Linked DNA regions of Anser cygnoides: region 2 is linked to region 1. The links are chromatin contacts, called in public Hi-C maps. All regions are on one chromosome and are shown on one strand. The core of a region is the stretch at or near the end of the contact, and the rest is flanking DNA. Distances in the headings are between cores, read along the strand shown. Region 1 has its middle 110 kb from the start of CSRNP1. Region 2 holds the start of CSRNP1 (cysteine and serine rich nuclear protein 1).

The links. A called contact is a pair of places that touch in the nucleus more often than the background predicts.
Region 2: a Hi-C map of liver shows a contact between it and region 1, with 8 times the contacts expected there. The contact joins the promoter of CSRNP1 here to the enhancer-like site in region 1. A contact is called at or near these places in 3 of 7 Hi-C or Micro-C datasets (all in liver).

The regions. Positions count from the first base shown.
Region 1 is chr2:5,958,031-5,962,087 of Taihu_goose_T2T_genome, reverse strand. No RefSeq gene overlaps it. Among named protein-coding and RNA genes, the nearest start is that of CSRNP1, 110 kb to the left of the region's middle. Within about 2 kb of position 1,792, at least 2 of the 3 cell types and tissues checked have open chromatin away from gene starts, as enhancers often do. A contact at or near this core is called in liver, where this site is marked.
Region 2 is chr2:6,064,359-6,068,415 of Taihu_goose_T2T_genome, reverse strand. It overlaps CSRNP1 (cysteine and serine rich nuclear protein 1), which reads right to left and starts at 1,762. Exons shown (of 5, transcript XM_066991433.1): 1 at 1,603-1,762.

The DNA.
Region 1 (4,057 bases), core at 543-3,042:
GAGAAGCCAGGAAAAGCAGTGGGAAATAACGAGCCTGTCCAAGCCTTCCTCTTCCATTGCACCTCTTGCTAACCCTTTCACTTTAAGTGCTGTCTTCATGCCCAGCACAGTGCTTTAAAAAATACTTCTGTATATTAGGATGAGGGCTCAAAATTTCCTTTGATGGTTACAGGAACAGACAGAGGAGAAAAAGCCTTTTAGAGAAGCTGGGACGGAGCTATCTGGGTTGAGGAGGAGCATGTCCGTGCATCTGTCGGTGCTGGATGAGGCTGTGGAAGTGCCGGCTCAGGTCGGCTGAGGTCACCTCAGCTCAGATCATTGCCTCCAACTCACAGCTGAGCTCCAGAAGCCAAAGGCACCAGTGTCGCTCTCCTGGAAGTGCTCACGAGTGATGTCTCAGTTGGAAGTGGACCTGGGGAGCAAACTTCCACGTGAGCAGTTTTCTGGTGGCTCCCAAACAAAAGGAGAATGCCAGAAACCCCAGGCTGAAGGATGAAGGACACCTCAAGAGCTTTGCCTTGGGCCAGGAACCAAAAGAGGCCTCACCCACTTGGAAGATGTTACCCTAATAATGTGTGGGAAGCCAGAGGCCACTCTATTTTGCCTTCAGAACAACATTTTACTCCACTGGAAGGTTACCTAAGGCTTGGCGTGAGGTCTCTGCTCTGCCCCAGGCCATCTGTGTGGATGCAATGAAAGTATTTAGTTCTGCTGCACTTCCATCTCCCTGTCTACAAATGGGAGAACAGAGAGCATGTCCCAGTGCTTTGGGGCTGTCATGAAAATACAAGGGTTAAAAGGCAGGTTGTATTAAAGAGGACTATTCCCCATGCTGTGGGGAAGTGCAAAGATTTTCCCTCCCAGGACATTGATTTTCCCTCCCAGGACATTGCCCAAGTCTGGGCTTTCCAACTGGGGCAACTCAAATTGAGCTGGACCTTGCTCTTTTGAGGGTGTGGGTGGTGGAGACTCAGGCTTCTTTTGGTGGCAGTTCCCCTGCCCAGGGCTGTCTCTCCGAGGTGATGTTTTGAGGTGCTGCTCAGTGGGCAGAGGGGGTGACACCCCCCCAGTTCTTGAGGTGCCTTCTGGACGGAGAGCAGGATTCAGACGAATCCAACATTTTCTCCCTTAGGCATCTCATGGCCGAGGCTGGACAATTTTGTGTCCTGCTGTAAGCAGTCATAGCCAGGTTATACCACCCTAGAACATCTGCTGATCAACCCCAGCCATTGTGGGGTGAAAAAAAAGCAACTCCAAGGCCCTGTTTGCCTCCTGTATTTCCCTTCCTTTCAGATAAATCACTAGGATGCTGTGGATTTCAAACCCCGTAGGCTTCCAGGAATCTTGTTGAGGGGTTTGGAGGCAGAGCTCTCTCTCATTAGCAAGGCTGTTTGCATAAAAATATGAGCATTGTATCCAGTTCCTCAAGCTGGGAGCTGCTCTTGTGAGTATCCAAATGCCCTCAGCTCCCATCAGGGCACTCAGTCTCACTAAAGCTGAGTCCTTCAAGCTCCTTGTGACTCTCTACAGACACTTTGGGTGGGGAAGGGGGAGGCTGGATCCGAAAGAAGTAGCAGGGGCAATTGCAAGAGGCAGGAGATAACGACCCGTGTTGGGAAGCAGCCAAGAAAGCAGAAATAACATATGGAAAAGATTCTTTAAATGCGATGTATGTTGCTGATTCTTAGGAATAATCAGCAACACCTCTTTACATGCTGCATTTTTTAGCACAAATTGAGAGTAAAACATCCTCTCTGCTGAAACAGCAGAGTCCAAATTTCCTTTTCCTCACAGAGAGCTTCCTTTCGTGCTTCAGGTATATTGTGTGACACTGTCCTGCTTCATTTGCTTGGGATAAATGCCACGATCCCCTTTTCAGCAGTGGGGAAACTGAGGCACAGACAGCTCAACTACCTTGCCCTTGGCCATAGACCTTGTCAGCAGCAGAGCGGAGATGCAGGCTCAGGAGCTACATGTACTGCTGCAGCTTTATTCCTGTGCTGTGTCAGAAAATATTATCTCTCACTCTGATGCATCCAGATTTTCTTGACATAAATTGCTGAAATCGCTGAGAGAGGCATTTATTTCAAAGTTCAGCGCATTATACGAAGGGAGAGAGAAGTTGAGTAACTGGAAAAATCAACTTCGAGTTGCATCACCGGGAGCTAGAATGTTTGTTTAGTCCTTTGTGAGATGAAGCAAGCTCCAGTTTGGCCTCATCCAGGCATGATTAGCCAAGAGATAAGGAAAGGTTTCTGGACAGGTCCCTGATACAGAGCAATGACGAACATGGGTATATTTTGTAAAGGAGCAGGGAGGAGGGGAAAAAGCAATAATCTCTTCCCCATCTGACCTAGCAGACTGTCATATTGGCCCTAAGACACAGCTTCCAAAATGGCCAGCCCCTCCCATGAGCCTTGTTGCTCGATTTCCCGATTCCCACCCTTCCTCACCAAAGGACAAACCCACGATTGCAGTCAGTTATAAACGGAGGGACCTTGCAATAAAAACCCAGCCCAACAAGATCAAAGGCAACTTTTATCTCCCATGTTCTTTGGGGTCCGGCACTCCAAGAGCACAGCTGCTGGCCTGAGCTTGCAGCTGTGTTCTCCCTGATGATAAAATAGCCATGGCTTTGAGATCCTCCATGTCAGGTTAATCCAAAGACACTCACCTCCTTCCCTCTGTGTTAGGTTAAGCCCAAGACACTCAACTCCTTCCTACCCTTTCCACAACTCAAGCAAAGCTGTTGACTAAGCCCTGTCTCCTACCCAGCACAGGGTGACTCAGGAGAGCAAAATATAAGGAAAAGCATCAGGAATGGTGATTTTTGCCTGCTGTCCCACAGTGACAGCTGACCTTGCTGGTATTTCTGGCTTCATTTCTTTTCAAATCCCTCATTGTGCCACCCAACGCATTCTGCACCAGCCAGGGCAAATCTTTGTTGGCCTTTAAATCTCTTTTGGCCTTTAAAGACCTGCCGTGTAAATGGCAGGGTGGAAAATGTGCTGTGAGGTCTGGGGTTTTAGGGGATTTTCTTTTGTTGTTCTCTAAGAATTTAGCTTCTGAGCCACGCCGTATCAAGCTCAAGCCTTGCTCAGCTTTGCCAAAGAGAGATCTCATCCCGATGCATTTACAGGTGCAAGGCCTGAGCTCCCTTGGTCAAAAATCTGCAGGGCTGGGACTTAAATTTAAAATAAAATAAAAAAAATAAATAAATAGTTAAAAAAAAGACTTACCAACTCTCATCTCTGGGTATAAAATCCAGAAAGGACAGAATTTTGGCTCTCACAGGTGAGAAGTGCTGTTTGGGATTATTCATTCTCTTTGAGCCTGCAGCCTTGGATATGGAAAATTGGTGGACTTGGCAGTGCTGCTGAAACCAAGCCCAGGAACAGGAGTCCTGAAAAGTAATTAAACACCAAGTGGTCCTGGGCACGGCTACCAGAGGCTGGTTTCCTCTGGACACCAGTTTTTGGATTTCAGGGTGGCCGTATGGTGAAACTGCTACCAGATGCACCACAGCCCTGGAGTAGCAAGGGGGCTTTAATTTGTGCCAAAAGCAGTAACTGGAAATTCTCCCTTGTAGGTATGCCATTAGGGAGCTCACGTGAAGAAGGGGCTTGGAAGATGCAAAGCAGAAAGACTTTTGGGTTTTGGCTGTGGTGTAAGCAAAGCCAACAGGTTTATTTTGCTCATTTTCCCAGCACTTGTTAAAAAGCGTGCAGCTCAGGTGGGGAAGGGAAATGTCGTGCTTTCACAGAAAAATGGTTGCACTGACTTCCTCCTCCTTCCTTGAACCACTGATGCTTCTCAGCATCCTAGACAGGGCAGAACTTTGGTCACAGGTGGCTTTGGTCACTGCTCTCTGCAAAAAAAAGGACTTCATGGACTGATGAGAGCTGACATGATTTGCAGGTTGTTCCCTCTTAGGTACAGGTGCTTTTTTCTCCTGCAGCATTTTGCACAGTGGTTGTCCATGAAGGGGCTAAGCTTTATTAGCCTCACGCAAAAAAATAATAAATAATAAATAAATAAATAAAATGCAAATACAAAG
Region 2 (4,057 bases), core at 513-3,012, 110 kb before region 1:
GGCAATGCCTGCAGGCAACTTCGTCACCCCCGTGCTATCGGCACCGACTCACTGCCCGTCCATTTAACTATTTTAATTCCTGCCATATTTACCTCCGTGGGTTCCCAGCCGCCGCTGGGGCAGCCTCCCTGCGAGGTCGCTTCCCAGTTTCGGGGCCAGCAGCGGTGCCGTCCGGTTCAGCCCAGCTGATTTTCCCCCCCTTCCAAGGCCGGGTCTAAGGTTTCATAACCTTCCCCCTGGTTAAAAATAACCTCCCCTGCCGCCGCACGACCCAGGCGCGGAGGCACGGATCCGCTCGCGGTGCCACAAGTGCGCTCTCCTGCGGGGCTGGGCGAAACGCCTTCCCCGGGGAAGCAGGGCGAAAGAGCTCGCTCCTGCCAATATTTCGGGAAGCTCGCAAAGAAAAAACTCCGCGGGGTTTGCCACCGAGCCCTTCTTTCTCCCTGACAGCCCGAAAGGTAAATAAGAAACATTAGCAAACGCATTAAAAGGTTATCTGGCACGGCCGGGACGAAGCGGGCTCCAGATGTACTCGGCGCAGATTGCACTGCAATAAATATGAAAGGGGCGAAGCGTGCTTTGTCTAGGAAAATCCTCTATTTGATTACACCTGATGAATAATTCACGGCGGGTTTCCATACTCGTCCTCCCGTAGGTACACGCCGTGCGTTACCTTGCCGGCCGTACATACGCCCCCGTTTCCTGCGCTGAATTATTAAAGGCTCTCCGGGAGCCGCGGGAGAAACGCTCCGGCACGAAAGCGAAGCACGGAAAGGAAATAATAAAAAGAAATATATATATATATAAAAAAAAAAGGAAAAATAATAATAATTAGCTGTGGGACAGGGCTTCTCCCTGCGCGCCAGCCCCATCCCACGGCGACGCTGGGCACGGCGGAGGTGACAGGCGCTCGGGGAAGCCAGAGAAGAGGAATAAATCGACGTTTGGAAACTCGAGCGGGTTTATTCGCTGCTCTTGTTCCTTATTTCCCCCCCCCCCCCCCCCCCAAGGTGCGGTGTGAGAGCCCCCCCCGGGTCGGTTGTGAAGGAGACCCGGGGGGGGGCGCCCCGTCCGTCGGTCGGGCGGTCGGTCGGTCGGTCGGAGCGCCGGTAGGTGTTGCTGTAGCGACGGGAAAACATCCCCGAGCCGGGGAGTTTGGGGAAGAGGGAGCCTGCCGGGCTCGCCCCCCCCCCCCCCCCCCCCCCCCACGGGTTTTATTTCACCATCACCGCACCGGAGGCGCAGCGTTTCTTAGCGAGCTGACGGGGGGCGCGCTCCATCCCCCCACCCCCCAAAAAAAAAAAAAAAAATTTTTTTTTTTTTTTTTAAGGGGGGCACAGCAGGGTCTCCCCAAGACTCTCCCCTTTCCCCCTCTTAGCCAAGAGGTCCGGGGAGCTCCGCGATGTGTCCCGCTTGTGTCCCCGATGCGCGTCCCCCCCCCCAGCTCCCTTCACCCCCAGCCCGGCTGGGAAAGAAGGTTGGGGGGGGGGGGGGGGGGCAGTCAGCCAGACCCCGATCCCCAAAACCCCCCATCACGGATTCACCCCCAAACCCCCCCACCACGAACCCAAACCCCCCAAATAACCCAGCCAAGCCCCTTACCTGAGGAGGCGGCGGCGGGTGTCGGCGGCGGCGGCGGCTCCGGCTGCAGTGGCGGCGGCGGTGCCTGGCGCGGCGCCTCCCGCTCTGCCGCTGCCGGGGCTGCGCCGCGCCGCGCTGCCCTTTTTCGTCAGTGGAAAACTCCGGGCTCTGACGCAGGCGGTGACAGGAGCGGGGCCGGCTCGGCCCCGGGCCCGCCCGGTTTCCTGCTTCTCTTCTCCCCCCCCCCCCCCCCTTCCTCCGTTCCCCGGGCGGGGCGCCGAAGCTCGGCTTGGCCTGGCCCCGCCGCCGCCATCCCGCCCGGCCCGCCGGGGGCGCTGCCCCTGAGGGGCCGCTGAGGCGCCGGGTGGCGGCCGCACGGGGTGGGGGACACGGGGGACGGGGGGGGGGGGGGGGGGGTGCGATCGGGGAAATTAAGTGGGGTGCTACGGGGGGTTATGGCTGTGAGGGGACTCAAATGGGTCTGGGGGACTCAGGGTGTTCAGAGCCCGCAAGGGGTTGGGGACCCACAACCACTCAGGGACCCTAAAATGGGTTTGGGTGCCTCAGAGGATTCAGACCCCACAAGGGGTCGGGGACCCACAACCACTCCAGGGCCCCAAAATAGGTTTGAATGCCTCTGAGGATTCAAATCCCACAAGGGGTTGGGGACCCACAGGCATACTGGGACCCCAAAGTGGGTTTGGATGCCTCAAGATACTCAGACCCCATAAGGGGTTTGGGACCCACAACCACTCAGGGACACCAAAATGCGTTTGGATGCCTCAGAGGATTCAGATCCCACAAGAGCTTGGGGACCCACAACCACTCTGGGACCCTAAAATGAGCTTGGATGCCTCTGTGTATTCAGGTCCCACAAGGGCTTGGGGACCCACAACCACTCCAGGACCCTAAAATGGGTTTGGATGCCTCAGAGAATTCAGAATTCACATGGCATTTGGGGACCCACAACCACTCTGTGACCCTAAAATGGGTTTGGACGCCTCAGGGTGTTGAGATCCCACAAGGGGTCGGGGACCCACAAGCACTCTGGGACCCAAAAATGTGTTTGGATGCCTCGGTGTTTAGATCCCACAAGGGTCTGGCAACCTACAGCCATGCTGAGACCCCAAAACAGGTTTGGATGCCTTGGAGAATTCAGATTCCACAAGGGTTTGGTGACCCACAGGCACGCTGGGACCCCAAAATGGGTTTGGATGCCTCAGAGTATTCAGATCCCGCATGGCATTTGGGGACTCACAAGCAACAACCCCACAGGACCCACAGCTTGGACACCCAAATGGATTTGGGCCTCACATATGACTTGGGTCCCTTCAGGGGTTTGGGACCCACAGGCAATGGGTTTGAGCCCAACAAGGTGTTTGGGTTCCCACATGGATTTTGGGATCCATGGGCACAGCTTGGGCACCAACATGAATAAGGACCCCACAGGGGGTTTGGGTCCTTCATGGGTTTTGGGACCCACGGGTTGGGAGCCAACCAAGCCCAGATGTTTGAGTCCCACAAGGAGTTGGGGCCCCATGAGGAGTTTGGGCCCCACAAGAGGTTTGGGACCCAACAAGCAGGCTTAGATACCAAGATCTGGGCTGGCAGGTTTGGGCCTAAGGTGTTTTGGGACCCATGATCAAGAATTGACCTCTGAAAGGGGTTTGAACCCCACAAAGAGCTTGGGTATCATAAGCAGGCTGGGCAGCAAAAGAGATTTGGGACCCACAGAGGGGTTGGGACCCACAAGCAAGGTTTGGCCTCTTTAAGGTGTTTGGGCCCTCCAAAAAGACTTGGGGCACAGCAGCATGGCTTTTGTCCCCAGAAAGGGATTTTGAACCCAAAGGGATTTTGGCCCCAGAAGGTGTTTGGGCCCTATTGATGAGGGTTGATCCCCCAAGGGGATTTGGGCCCCCAAAATTGATGTAGACCCCCTGGACATGGGTTGGCCACCAAATAAGTTTGATCCTTTCAAGAAAGTGTTGTCCTCTAAGGGATCCCAGAAAGGACTTTAGCCCTATAAGCAAGGCTTGGCCCTCAGAAGGATTTAAGGCCCCACCAGCAAGAGTTGCAATGTTTTATGGGTTCATGTCCCAGTGCAGTTCTACCAGCAGATACATTTTAGGGGGATGGAGCGACATTAAAAGTGATAATTTTTTTTCCACTCCCTGCCAGCGCAGGGCCCTACGAGCAGTGGGCTTAGTGGGACGGGAAGCGATGCGCTGGGGGCTTTGAGAGTGGTATTAAAAAGATGGTGAAGGAGGACAATTTTTTATTTTTTATTTTTATTAATTTTACTCCTGCTGGACGTGCACTGTTGTGCGAGTTTCTTTGTGGCAAGGAAGGCGTTGCAAACCCTGGAGTTTGGGGGGCAGCGGGGAGCCAGCACCAGGTTCCCCCAGCTCTGGTTGCTGTGGTGTTGAGCTGAAGATATCCGCACGCCACCAGGAGCTTCCAGAGAGCTCCAGGTTTC